Regions from separate parts of the Zea mays genome. Here region 2 is linked to region 1. A link is a contact called in public Hi-C data. All regions are on one chromosome and are shown on one strand. The core of a region is the stretch at or near the end of the contact, and the rest is flanking DNA. Distances in the headings are between cores, read along the strand shown. Region 1 holds the start of LOC103654099 (RING/U-box superfamily protein). Region 2 holds the start of LOC103654111.

The links. A called contact is a pair of places that touch in the nucleus more often than the background predicts.
Region 2: a Hi-C map of tassel shows a contact between it and region 1, with 2.3 times the contacts expected there. The contact joins the promoter of LOC103654111 here to the promoter of LOC103654099 in region 1. A contact is called at or near these places in 4 of 25 Hi-C or Micro-C datasets (bundle sheath, ear, endosperm and 1 more).

The regions. Positions count from the first base shown.
Region 1 is chr4:175,090,638-175,097,695 of Zm-B73-REFERENCE-NAM-5.0, forward strand. LOC103654099 (RING/U-box superfamily protein) reads right to left here and starts at 4,055. Exons shown (of 7, transcript XM_008680923.4): 1 at 2,678-4,055; 2 at 2,475-2,590. The coding sequence starts at 3,559.
Region 2 is chr4:175,945,496-175,952,553 of Zm-B73-REFERENCE-NAM-5.0, forward strand. It overlaps LOC103654111, which reads right to left and starts at 3,724. Exons shown (of 5, transcript XM_020552699.2): 1 at 3,322-3,724. The coding sequence starts at 3,724. It overlaps LOC103654112 (LOB domain-containing protein 16), which reads left to right and starts at 6,647. Exons shown (of 2, transcript XM_008680935.3): 1 at 6,647-7,058. It also overlaps the pseudogene LOC103654110.

The DNA.
Region 1 (7,058 bases), core at 2,805-5,304:
CTCTGATTATCAGCTCTAGTGAAGGCTGCAGCATAGCTGCAGGGCAGTCTCTCTGTGTGTGTCTTTATCTTGCCTTCTTAGGCTTTGTATCTTGAAATCTACATTTTAAAGTTACCAAAATCATTTTATATTTAACTTAAAAATAAACTACATAATACAGAGACTTTGAGTTCTCAGTTTGGCATTTGCATCTATCTGTCCATAATCTCTACCCTAGCATGTACACTTGTTAAGCCTGCCAGCAGTACAACAAGAACCATATATACTTATATTAGTCTTTTAGTCCTGTGAAAAAGAGAATAGAAGTCACAAGAACATAAACACCGATGGCAATCTCGGTCGCTGATACCCTTTCTCTTCTTTTAACCACTCTGAAACTAATTGTATTTATTTATTTATTTTTAAAAAATTATATAAAATCCCTCCAGTCACAGAAGAAGTTCACCAATGGGATGTAGCAGTCAATCATTTCTAACTTCGACCAATTCTATATATCTTTGTATCAAGGATCAGGAATAAAGAAATGTCAAGTAATCAAGAGATGCTATCCTAGTATACATATACACTACAAGGTTGCTTCTTGGATGCCATAAAAAAATAAAGCAATGACACTTTTTGCGGGATTTTAGATGCAGCAAGGTATAAGAAAATATGGAATAACATTGGCAATGAAAGAATTGGAGGAACAAAATAAAATACATGGAACAGATGCATCAGAATTGGGAGTGGTAGTAATAAAAGATATGCTATCCCTTGTTTGCATGAGTCAATCACTCATACATCAAAAATATACTAGTTAGTTGCCCGTACATTGTATTTTTTATTTTAAAATTATTAGTACATTTAGGGCCTGTTTGGTTTATGGCTAAATGTGCCACACTTTGCCTAAGGTTAGTCGTTCAAATTGAATAACTAACCTTAGGCAGAAAAGTTAGGCAAAGTATGGCAACTTAGGTAGCGAACCAAACATGCCCTTATATTTATAATTCTCTCCTTTATATATCACAAGCGGGCGTTGGTTGTAGTGGTAAGAGTCGAAGGCTTTGTTCCAGGCGGCCAAGGATCGAATCCCCTCGCCCCCACTCCATTTTTTGAATATTGGAGGAGCTCTCGCTGGACGTGCGACGCACGAAGAAACCCGTGCTAAAGTTGTAGTGATTGCATGAAAATGATCAATAACTCCACTGTTAAGAGAGAGGCTCATATCATCGTTCAATGCTATCGATACTCTGAATAAGAGCTAAGAGGAAGAGGATTCTCTTCAGCAGCAATCTAGGGTAACTAATGCCAGCTAAAATAGCACAAGAGATATAGCTTGACAAGCGGGTGTAGTAGGTACAAGATAGTTGGTATCACCATCAAACTGCACTAAGACATGCAGAGGCTGGACTCAAAGACCTGAGGTTCCAGTCTGCTAGTCAATATCAATACAGTTTCCAGTAGCATTTAAAGCCTATTTGGTTGGTGAATAGTCTATAACGTATAGAACAAGAATGGCCAGCCATCAGAAGGACCAGTATAATTAGCAACAGTGGCACCTGAAACCTAGCCTGTGGCTTTCCTTTAGCTAGTAACACAACTACCACAGTAAAAGATTGGTAGTTCATTTTAGAAGTAATTTCAGTGGCATTGGCACCACGAACAACCTATGCACATATTGCATGATGGAATAACTTGATAAGAGACCATAAATATTTGTAATGGTTCCAATATCTGGGCAATACATTTCCAACGAAAAAGAGCATCTCCAATCTATTTTACCACACTGTAGTATCTGGCAATGCCAGACAGATTACAGTTAAACAATACTTTCAGTTGGCTTGCAAGTGTATTCCCCAGTTTTTGGGTTTATCTCTTTACCAATAAACAATAAAATAAACAACTCCTGATCCTTATTGTCTAGGCTTTTAGTACAAATATAGTGTGTGACAATCAAAGAATTGTTTATAGGAGCAGCAACAGTGCAGTAGTTATGATACTAAAGATCCTTGAGAGACATGGAATAAAGCATGAGTTAAATGAGGCTCAGAAAATCAAACAAGAAGCTGTGTTTTTACCCTGGTAAAACACTTTTACCGCTGAACATAAAGAAAACAAGGCAAACAGGCAATGTGCTAGTAGACTAAGGAATGTGTTGTCCAGAGACACCCCCAGGATGTCAAGGGACCACAAACACAAATGAAACTGTACAACTGGGTCCTAGGCCTATACTATAATGGAACGGAGTGGGAAGTAGCAACCATTCTCACTTCCAAACCTCATACATCAGAATTATCAAAATAGCATAAATAATGCAGTGAATTCTCTCCAACATTCTGTGGTACAGAAGGGATGGAAATGATACGATTGAACCATCCAGCACTGAATGTGCACGGAGGCACATACTTGTAATGACATAGTTGATTACAGAGTCATCAAAATATATAGGTCCAGTTACCATAGAGTTGTATTGTATAATCGAAAAGGATACTAACCTCAAGGCGGGCATACGATGGCTCTGCCTCAACTGCCCAAGCTCCCTCGCTGCCACAGATGGTGGTCGCTCCTCTTCAAGCGCCCCATTCCTTAAGAACCTTCCCCTAAGCAGTCCCTGTGACGAAAACACCAATTTCACAAACCAGCATGCACGGTTTCACAGGTAAGTGGTTCGTGCAATGCAATGCCGCTAGGTTCCCACCTGGATGCGGTTGCGGCTGCGGCGAGGAAACTCCGACACCACATGGTACCCTGATATGCCCTGCAGCTCGCGCTGACGCTCCCTGGCCATACGGCTGATGACATCCAATCGCGCCTGCCGGCCTCGTAGCCGAGGAGGCTCCAGCTCCCCTCGCCTGTCCCTGTCGGTCCCGGCTGCAGGCTCGTCCCTGCGCGTGCCCGCACGGGAGTCGCGCGGCTGGCTCGCCATCTGTACCCACTCCCTTACGAGCCTGACCCTCTGCCGCTCCGTCTCGCCGAGCCACTCCCCACCGGCGGTGGCGGTGGCAGCGGCGGCGGCGGTGTCCGTGAGGCGTCGCGCGATCTGGCGCACGCGCTCGCGGTCACGGTCGGCGTTGTCCGGGGAAGGCTCGCGGTCGAAGGGGTGGGCGGCGTCGGCGCGGGGGTGCTCGAGCTCGCGCCACATCTGCAGGAGCGAGGAGGGCGCGTTGAGGGAGGGCGCCTGCGGGCGCGGCGGCGGCGGCGCGGCGGTCGAGGAGAGGAGGAAGGAGGAGGGGTCGAGGGTGGAGACCGGGTGGAGGCGCGCGAGCGCGAGGAGCTCGGCCTCGCGGTTGCGGCGCTCGACCTCGCGCTCCATGGAGGAGAGCACCTCCTCAGCCTGGCGCGCGACCCAGCGGCTGAGGAGGCGCGACTCCCGCCTCCGCCTGCGCACCGCCGACGACTCGGCCTCGCCGTCGGGCTCATGGTCCGCGGCGCCTCCGCCCGCCGCGGCGGAGCAGGAGGAGGAGGAGGACGGGGCCGGGGAGAAGCAGCCGCCGAGGTGGTCGCAGACGAGGTCCTCGAGGTCGCGGCGGAAGTCGGCGGCGGCGCCCATGCGCTGGTGGTGGTGGTGGTACTCGTCCATGTCGTTTTGTCTGTCGCAATAGATAGATGGGGTGCCCTAACCCTAACGCGAGGAGAAGAGATTGTTGGCTGGGAAATGGCTAATGCGGAGGCGACGGGGTGGGGATTAGGGCGGGGTTGGGGCCGCGGCGAGGAGGCGGCATTCGCGAGCGATTGGAGGTTGGATTGCGAGCCAGAGCCGGAGAGACGGCTACAGCCAGCCTCGGGGACGGCGGGGAGGGGGTTGGATTGGGTGGGGAGGACGAGGACGGAAGGAAGAGGGAGGAGAGGTGGAGACGCAACTCACGGAGGAAAGGAGAGAGAGAGAGAGGTTGAGGAGCAAGGTGGAAGGAAGACGAAGAAGAAAAGGCCGCTATTTATTTATTTTTTTATTTAGTTTCTTTTTTGGTTGTTGTAAATTTGGTTTGGGCCGCGAGAGGAGAGAGGCGCGTATCTCTTTCACTCACGCGTAATAATCGCAACTGTGCGTGTATATGTATGGTATCTAATTATGCATGGTGCATACTGCATAATTAAACATATTTGAAGTTTGGACAAAATACAGCGAAATTTTGTTTAGCGGAGGCCACGGGATGTGAAGTTTTTACACGCGAATTTGGAAGCGGGTTTGGTTTGGGGTGAGAAACGGGACGGGACGGAAGTGGGTGGTGGATGGAGTTTCCGTCACGGCGTCACGTCATGGAGGGACGGGGCGGGACCCGTCCTGACACGTGGAATTGTCTGTTTCTTCCGGACAATCTCCTGGTAGTACCCCGCAACTGAGCCCCTGGCTGGCTCGCCCCGTTTGATTGGATTGAATCCAGTATTTTATATTATCTATGTTCTATTACGTTTTGAATTTTTTTATGTGTTAGAATACCTTTACAATTCGCTTCCTTGGATATGTTTCTTCATGTACAAGTACAATTTCAATTTAGTGTTTTCTGAGGCGATCGAAATTATCATAACTTATGTTTCAAAAATATTTAAAGAGTAATTATTATTTTACATTTACTTTTGTATCATTAATGCTTGTATCTTATTAATGTCTAATCTATCAAAATAATTGTAAAAACGTAATATATTTTTTGCTAACTAACAAAAAATTGAACGGAAAACTCAATTTATACATAAAGAAAAGTAAAAAAAAACGATAAATCTTGTTAAGGGTAAATTGAACCAAATCATTATCTAGGTTTGTTGTCCTCTTGAATTAATATGTCGCCAAGTTATGGCAAAACATTTGCCACCATTCCATTTAAACTGTTTCGAGTCTTCCCATCATACTGGAGTAGTATAAAAAATATGGAGAACCTAATTAGTTAGAGTGCATTTTATATGCTTAAAATACCTGTCCATATCTATCTACCTATCGTGCAACAGCGGAATAAACATCCTCTTCTTTGTTGCCTCCATTCCATAGTCCACCCCACTGGAAAAAGAAAAAGAAAAAAAGAAAGGAAAAATGCAGAGCGGAATGCAGCACCGACAGACACAGAAATTAAGCTGCTAGTCGCCGCTTCATCGCAAACGGCAGGACGACAGAATCATGAGCATGCTGTGACCAAAAGCTAGCAGGGTAATCTTATTAATTAGTAGCCTGCATCTTTTGTGTGCTCATAGACCGTAATCCTCTCCCTCCTCTGCCTTTTGATTTTTGAACAAAGTGAAATGATGCACCGGACTTTTGGCGATATCTATGGAAAGCATGACAAGAACACCATATGTACATGTTCTCCTACTGTTAATTTTATATTATTATGCAAGTGAATATTGTTACTCTGCTGTAGCTGAATATCTGCATGTTTAAAGCTACCAGATCAGTTTTACAAGTCAACATATCATTATAACTAACCGGACGATGACGACCATAGGAGGAAGGCAGCGAGAATATAAAATGAAATGATAGAGTAAAATGAAATGAAATGGTAGCAGCAACAACAACAACTACTAGCAAGTCAATTGAGTAGAAGAAAATAAAGTGGCATCGGAAGTCTTAACAGTGAAGCTAACAGCGATGTTGCATCCCATCAAAGCAAACTGCCTAGGAGTCGTAGTAGTCTACTAGATAGTACATACATGTGTTCATCATCAGTCTTTGTTGATGCCATGTAAATGTACATACATGATCAAGAGAGTAATGCAGTTTTTAGCTGACATGACGGTGCGTATATACAGAGGAGGAGGATGTCTTGTCTGTCCTGCCTTTGTGTTACTAGAAAGCTTGGCCGGCCGGCATGCCATGCCTTGCCTGCTAGTGATCATTACTACCAAGCACACAGCAGGCCGATCAAAAGATTAATGTCTTGGGCCGACAGATCAGATTTAGGTTTCGAATGCCCAGGGCCCAGGAGGAATTAATAGGATTTGATTTTGGCTCATAAAATAATAAGGTCTCAGTTCAGCAATGATTGCATTAAACATCGTCAGGAGGATTCATCAGAAGAGCGAACAAAAAGGAAAAGTCATGGACACACACATATATATAAAAAATAAATATTAGAAGAACATAAAGCGGCGGGCTCTTTTTGTGGATATAAAAATATAAAAATGGAAAAGGAAAAAAAAGAAGGAGAAGATGATCTTCCAATCTTTGTACGTAATTTGTACAATTCACATTTTGTTGGGTTCTGCTAATTCCATCCTCTCTTCCCAACGCAATAATCTTCCTGTTGCGTACATGATCCATGTCGATAAGCAAATTAAAGATGACGTTTTCCTGTTTCAGAAACCTAAAAACATTGTTTTACTATTTGAAATAGTATACGTAGCATGAAGTTCTTGCTTCAAGGCTTAAGAAAGTTCAAGATAGTAAATTAAAACAAAAGGAAACCCTAACCTTCAAACAAGATGTAGCCATGGCTTAATTCCTTAAGATGATACGGGATCAGTAAACTGAAGATGGGCTTTCTGGTTGGTGTCACAAAAGATGGGCTGCAGTAATTGGGCCTGGTTGTTTTTTTCTTTCTTTGTCCATCTTGGACTCTGTGGTTTAGGGATTTGGGGATTTGGAGCCTCTCATCACTTGTTGACTCTCACCTCTTATATTTTTTATCTTTATAGTGAAGTTTTTGCTCGTCGCCGTCCGTGGGTTTTCTCTTCGTAAGAGTTTTCCCACGTAAATCCATGTGTCTTTCATTTGTTTAGGTATTTTACTTTCTCCTCATCTTGCTTTCTATTGGAGCCATCTCTAAAGTTTTTTGGTGTGTGGTCATATTGGCATTAGAGGCATATATGTGATGTGTTCTTTGATATGTTGGTGATATGCTGATGAGGTTACTGTTGTGCTGAGCTAATTGTTGCATATATATTGTTGTTGTATTACTAGACAGTGTGTGGTTGTTTGATAAGAAGCTTAATTAGATGCTTCTTTTGGTTCATCCACATAAGGCTTTGTTCGTTTCATCTCTAATCTATGGAGATTGAGGAGGATTGGAATGGATTGAGGGAGATTTTGACTTGTAGGGGATTCAATCTCTCTCAATAATCCTCATGAATTTAATAAAAACGAACAGGGCCTA
Region 2 (7,058 bases), core at 2,474-4,973, 850 kb after region 1:
GTGGCGAGCCAGCGAAGACCCTGGCCCCTCAACGACATCAACTAGCCCCAGCATCTCGGCGTCGGTGAGGTCGGGCTCGTCGGGGAGGACGTAGCCTTTGCACACCCGCTCGAGATCGATCTCGTAGTGAGAGGCGACCACGGTCAGCGCCTGTCATACATCCAGTGGTGGGAACAGGCTACATATGAGGACATGAAGACAATTGGGCCGAGGCGGAGTGAGCAAGCCTGGGCGGCAATTGTGAAGCTGAGCGGCCCAGAGTGACCAGCAATGTAATTTTGTGTCGTGAGCCAGTTGAACGAGTATTTAGAGGAGATCGTCCATAGGGCAAGGGAAGATATTCAGACTGTAAACAGAACTATACCTTCTTCTTCGTCTCTAACCTGTGCTTTCTCTGTTCCTATGAATCTCTTGCTATCTTCCTAAATCCCGAGGTTCCTGCTTCCTACCTCCAATTCCTGTCTCGGATCTATCTCCACTACCTGCTGCTAACAATTGGTATCAGATTCGTTCGATCCTCGACCTCGATTTCAATTTGCCAACGTCATGTCGCTCGATTTCAAGCTCATCCTTGACGAGCTCAACCGGCGATTCGACGAGCTGGAGGTTCGCTGGGACCGGCGCTTCTCGCCATCTGTGTACCTCGACCTTCCACCCACACTGCTCAGCGTCCACCAATCCTCCGACGCATCCGCCAGCGCGCCGCCCACCCCGACTGCGGCCGTTGGGGCCGTCGTCATCGCCGACAACTGGGGCGGGTGCTTCGATGACGGCAAGCAGTACTACGTAGCGCCATCTGTCGTCGCCGACAACTGGGGCGGACTCTTCGAGGGTTGTGATGCTGGCGGCGATATCTCTTCGAACCTGCTCGACTCCGACCCCGACGAGGCGTTCGTCACCTCCCACTCGGACAAGGCGCTGCTCGACAACCACCACGCCGGTGAGCTCATCGCCACCGGCATCGAATATGGCTCATACAGCTCCGTCCATGGTAGCGGCGGCGCTGCGCTGTCTCACCTCGCGCACAGCAACACCAACTTCGCCATGCCCACCACCTGTTCGACTTGGGGGCTCACCGAGCATGCTATGGCCAAGGCCGTGCACCGTCGCGCGCTATGGATGCTCCGACGCGAGCCACTTCCGCGCCTACTTCGTGCGTTCCTAACGCTCGAGCGGCTCAACCTCTCCGCCTACGCCTCGCTCGACGACGCCTCCCTCGCTGCGTCCGTCGCCGATGGACCAGCAGCCGCGACAACCTGGTGGTGGTGCGCTTCGGCTTCGGCGACATGGAGAGCACGCTCAAGGGGATTCGCGGCAGCGACACGCCGTTCGTGATGGACCTAGACGACGCAGCCACCGTGGCGGGCGGCGTCGAGGACACTTACGGCGAGGACCGCGCCACCGAGGAGCAGCTCGCCACGCCCTTGGACACGCTCATGTGCGCCCGCCTCGACCCTGTCAAGTCGCACATCGGGTGCCTGCTGCTGCAGCACCTCAAGCTTTCGCCTACCTTGATTGGTGCCAAGGTGGTATTCGAGGAAATGCAGCAAAGCACCATCCTCAGGGACGCGCACACCACTATCTGCACCACGCCCGACCCGGCACTCGACGCCCACTTCGCCAACAAGTGGCGGATGCGCTGCTCCCACAACAGCACCAGTACGGCGGAAGCGGCATTGGAGTTCGATCCCGACAACTGCACCACCTGCAACACCAGTTACTACCACCACGTCGCACAGCCACGCGGACTGCTGCGTTCCGACGCATCGCTCCTGGACCACCGCTTCACTAGGGTCTACGTGATGCAAGTTGCCTTCGGCAGGTTCGACGGACACTTCTTCCACGACTTCACCATCATCAAGTCAAAGACAGACAACAGCAGCAGCTCGCCCCTCGAGTGTTCGACCAAATGTCTCAGCCTCGATATTGGACTATTCTCTGAAGCTCGTGCTGTGTTAAATGCAGCAAGACCGCAAGCAATGAAGATTGCACCAAACATGCCACAACACCAGACCTGCATTGCTGTGATGGAAGAAGGCATATTATGTGGAGGCCAACCTGGTGTTTTGAAGGAAGCCATTGTTTGCTCGATTCCTAGTGTCATGGTGTTTACTTGGACTGTTAAGAATTTTTCTGGAGTTACTGGTTTATACAGTCAGCATGACAGAGGTACGGTGTGGTTAATCGTTGCTCCTGATTGCTACTTCATTCAACACAATGAGAGGGTGCACATGATATTCTGTGGCTTTGATCTACTGAGTTTGCAACACTTACAGGGACATTTCACTGAGGCTGATATGTTTGCTCCTTGGGATGGTCAGGAATTAACCCAGTTTCAGTTTTCTGAACTATCAATATATTGGCAGCAGTCACATGGCCTGAACAGCCTATTCTTTTTCAGAAAGCTCAAGTATTCATCATCAGTTGAGGAATTTTGTGGTGCACAGTTTTCATTTCCTAATATTCTATTGCCCAAGTCTTGGTCACAGGAGTTAGCCACCAACATAGAAAGGCATTTACTACCAGAAATGATAGAAGTGGCCAATGGCTATATTTTTCATGAGCTTCATCTAATGCTTGCTTCTATTGGAGTGACACGTATGATCGGTTGTGGTAAATATTTGATATGGATCATTGGATTGCTAACTCCATGGGATCCGGGCAGAGTGGTCTTCGACCTCAAGTTCATGATGCTTTGGCTTGAGGGCAAGCCAAATCTTAAGAAAGGGGGAATGTCATACATCCAGTGGTGGGAACAGGCTACATATGAGGACATGAAGACAATTGGGCCGAGGCGGAGTGAGCAAGCCTGGGCGGCAATTGTGAAGCTGAGCGGCCCAGAGTGACCAGCAATGTAATTTTGTGTCGTGAGCCAGTTGAACGAGTATTTAGAGGAGATCGTCCATAGGGCAAGGGAAGATATTCAGACTGTAAACAGAACTATACCTTCTTCTTCGTCTCTAACCTGTGCTTTCTCTGTTCCTATGAATCTCTTGCTATCTTCCTAAATCCCGAGGTTCCTGCTTCCTACCTCCAATTCCTGTCTCGGATCTATCTCCACTACCTGCTGCTAACAGCGCCAGCTTCACCCCAAGGTGAACGGCCTTGCAGAGTTCGTTCCATACATAGCCACTCAGGGCTTGCATACGGCTCCGTGGATATCCGCCGCATCAAGGTCTCGGCTGAATTCCGCCACAGTGTCCGATATCTCCTTCAGCTCGGCCACCTTCTGGTCCATGGTCTGGGCGGCGGTCTCCAGATCCTTCTTGAGCTCTGGGAAAGGACAGAAGCGTTAAGCCATGACTAGACCCTAACAATTACCTCCCGTCCGAGCCCTCAAAGCTCGGCTCTCGGACCGCTTGGCCTCCAAGTGCTTGGAGAGGGAGTCGACGCGGAGGGAAGCTTCGGCGACCTGACGCCGGGACTCATTCCGCTCCGCGGCCATCGCCTGAAGGTTTCCCTTCAGCAGTCGCATTTCCTCCTGCTGCAGGGCCGCCTCTGCCTTCAGGCGACGGACCTCCTCCACGAGCGGAGACACCTTCCCGCGCTCGGCCGCGGCTTCGTCTCTCAGTTCAGCGCACAGCGAAGTCAAGTCCGCCGCCTCATCGCTCCTCAGCTCCAACTGCTCGTTGGCACGAAGCAGCATGGCCTTATGGCGCTGCAGCGCGGCCCAGACGTCGTGTTCGCGGCGAACGAAGATTGACTTGACCATGGACTTCGCCATAAGGTCCTGCAAAGGAAGGAACTCACATCATCACAGCAGCGTGGTAGTCTTGATTTTAACATTTACATGATATTCAAATTGGTATAATCTGTTAAAATGGAGTTGAGCACTGACTTGAGCAGCCTTGCAGTTATTTTTTAAATTTATGATGTCATATGTCAGTTGTTTGTCAGTATTGTTAGTTGTTACGCTAGGGAGGACAACATCCCGTTACTTCTTAGTTTTTGGTCAGTCAGATGCCTTCAATTTTGTCTAATGCAGCACTTTTTTCTCTCTCTCGACAGGTTGCTTATGTGCTAGGTCAGCTGCAAAATAAAACCGCTTCAGATGCACATTCTACGGTCGTGAAGAATGTCTGTGAGCATCCAATGGCCAGGCATGAAGCCGCTGAAGCCCTTGGCTCAATGCGGGTAACTAACACTGCGAGCTTTAGCAAGATGTCATTTACCAACTCCGGTCCCATTCCCATGCATAGACATTTTATGGTTGTCTGAGATTTGTGGTCGTGCTGTGTTGTGTAGACCAAGAGAGCATTGTGCTTTTGGAGGAGTTTGCAAAGGATCCTGAGCCCATAGTACGAGAGATCGGGGAAGTCATTTGAGGCACGTGCTTACCTATATCGCTACAAAGAACTATCTGTGCCATATTACATGAGATCTTCTTTTTCGTGTGAATTAAATGTATTTAAACCAGGGTTTTGCTTTTCCCATGCAGTTTCTCTTCCTTGAGACTCCTCGTGTGCAGCCCTATGATCACCCAAATGCGAAGTGGCTGAAGGCTCCTTGGTTAATGTGACTGCACCAACCATGTATCCACTGGTGGCTTGCCTGGTAGGAAAGATTTTGCTTACCATCTCAGTGGCAACAGCGGATGATGAAAAATGGTGAAGCTGCAGCTCTTGCTGCTGCAAGCAAAAACTGACACAGTGACCGACAGCAAAACAGATCGTAGCTGCCTCGGAGCTAGGAGAAGAATCCTCTGATCCTTTCGGTTTGGATGGTTTTGTTGAGCACAAGCCCAAGAAGCCTGAGAGAGCCCGAGAAAGGGCCGATGGCAGCTCTGAACATAGGAAGCTGACAGGGAGCAAAGATATTTCTCAAGTCGCAGCTGGAGGCCCCTTGTGAAACGCCTGGAAATAGCTGCTCGGCGCTACAGAGTTCCATGGTGAGTTTTGTGACGATGGAGCATCATCCATTTGCTCATTATACTTTGTATTGAACGATATCTTGCTTGTCAGGGCGCAGACTGCCATTGACATCCTTGCGAAGCGCGCATACTCCCACGAGACGAGGATCAGCTGTGGTTGCTCGGCTAAGGTGGTCAGTCGGCAGAGCCGTTGGTGTCTGTCTGATCCCCGCTTCTCCCCCTTGGCAGGCGGGCGTAGCATGATGATCTGGTTGGGTTCAACAAGGACGGCGCTCGCCTGATCCATCCATTGCCTATGCCTGGCCTGGGACTCCCATGGTCCATGGATTTCGGTGCTTGTGATGAATGCGGACGACGCCAGGGTTTCTTCTTTGGGCTTCGGCGAGCGACACGGGCGTGGGAGCTGCTGTTTTTGTGCTTGGATTTCCGTAGAGGAGGGTTGACATGACATGGCCATCACCATCCCCATGCATGACCTCATACATCAGCTGACTGACTGGATGTGTTGGATGCATCTGCATCCCTTACAGTTGCGTTGCGATGCCAAGCTAAGCTTGCAGGTACCTGTACACCGTATGGTAGGTGGGTGGGTGGTGCCTGTACTGTACACCGTATGGTGTGATATAGAGAAGGGGGTTGACTTGAAGAAAGTACAGTAGAGAAAGAGAGCAAATGTTTTTTGGTTTTGATGATGTTTTCTTTTCCCTTCTCTTCTATAAGAGCAACTCCATTAGTTTGCTAAAGGACTCTCTAAATCAATAAGTTAGGTAGTTGGTCTTAAAACTTGTGTCCAACAGCTCTTTATGAACTTTCTAAACATAGGAACTTCAATTCTTATATATCCTTATTTTGTCTCTACATTTAGAGACCATTTATAAACTCCCGGAACCAGAAAACTGACGATATCACTCAAAACGTCGTGTAGAGATTCTCTGTTCTGCAAGTCTTGGTTTTTTTTTCTGTCGTTTGTCATGTTTCCTCTGCGTACTAGTACTATAAAGTTTGGCTGAAGAGTGAAAAGGACCAACTAGCAGCTTTGATTTGCTCCAAGCCTCCAAGATGGCACTTACTTACGATCAAATTAAACCAGTGAAGTTGCATTTGCAAGCTACTAGTACTTCATACCTATGGTGGCAGTTGTGTCACAATGTCGCCCTTGTCACTCTGTCACTGATTTTATGGTGTCACTTATATTCAGAGAACTCACAAATGTTTAACTCCCAAATTAAAGTTAACTCTCTAAACCTATGATTTAAAGAGCCAAATTTTACATAACTATTGGAGCTGCTCAAAGGAGGTGCCAAGGAGTTTTTTTTTTTCTAGAGGACAAATGTTTTTTTTTGTTGGTCTGAACTCTGAAGAGGATGTATGAGCAGTCAAAGGCGATGATGGATGGACGAAGCAAAGCAAAGCAATCAGGTTATCATCAGGGAGTGCATGGCCGTCGTCATACGATTAGATTAATGCATGCGATTGCGATGTGAGCAGAGCAGAGCAGGCAGATAGATCCAACGGCAGCGGCGGGCAGTTTTGAGGTGACGTGGGCGTCCACACTACTTGTACTGTAGTAGGAGTACTGCAGAGTGCGGCCGTTCCGTTCGGCGCGAAATGCTTTGTTTATGCCGGCTGCACGTACGCGCACAATCACCTCCGATTTCTATGCCCCCCTCCAATCCTTCGATTTGACATGAGTATATGTATACCTCATCACCCATCTTCTCCAACGATACGCATACGCTCCAAGAAGGGTCTCTTCTCACTCACTCATGATACTAGCTAGCAGCTATAGCTAGCTATAGGACTAGCTAGAAGGATGCAAATGCATCGTAAAATGTGGAAGACTATCTCTGAAATCTGCACCAGTCTCTCTTGTTTGTTTGTTTGTTTTTTTTTCTTTCCTATTTAGTGAGTAGAACTTGGATTCAACAGCTATCTTTAGTTGCTATGGATTAGAACTTGGATTCAGCCACTGGTGCCGTAGCAAGCAGTAGGAGAGTGTTTAGCTAGGATATTTTAATTAAGCTGCAGGTCGTGGTGGTGCATGGCAGCTTATTAAGCCAAGCATGCAACGCGGGCTCCTTTTCTTCAACACAGCATTAACACGTCTGCTCCCTTCGAACCAGACACTCGTCCCTACCTGTCTACACAGACACAGCCCTCCTCCGCGCTCCCCCTCCTCTCGCCTCCC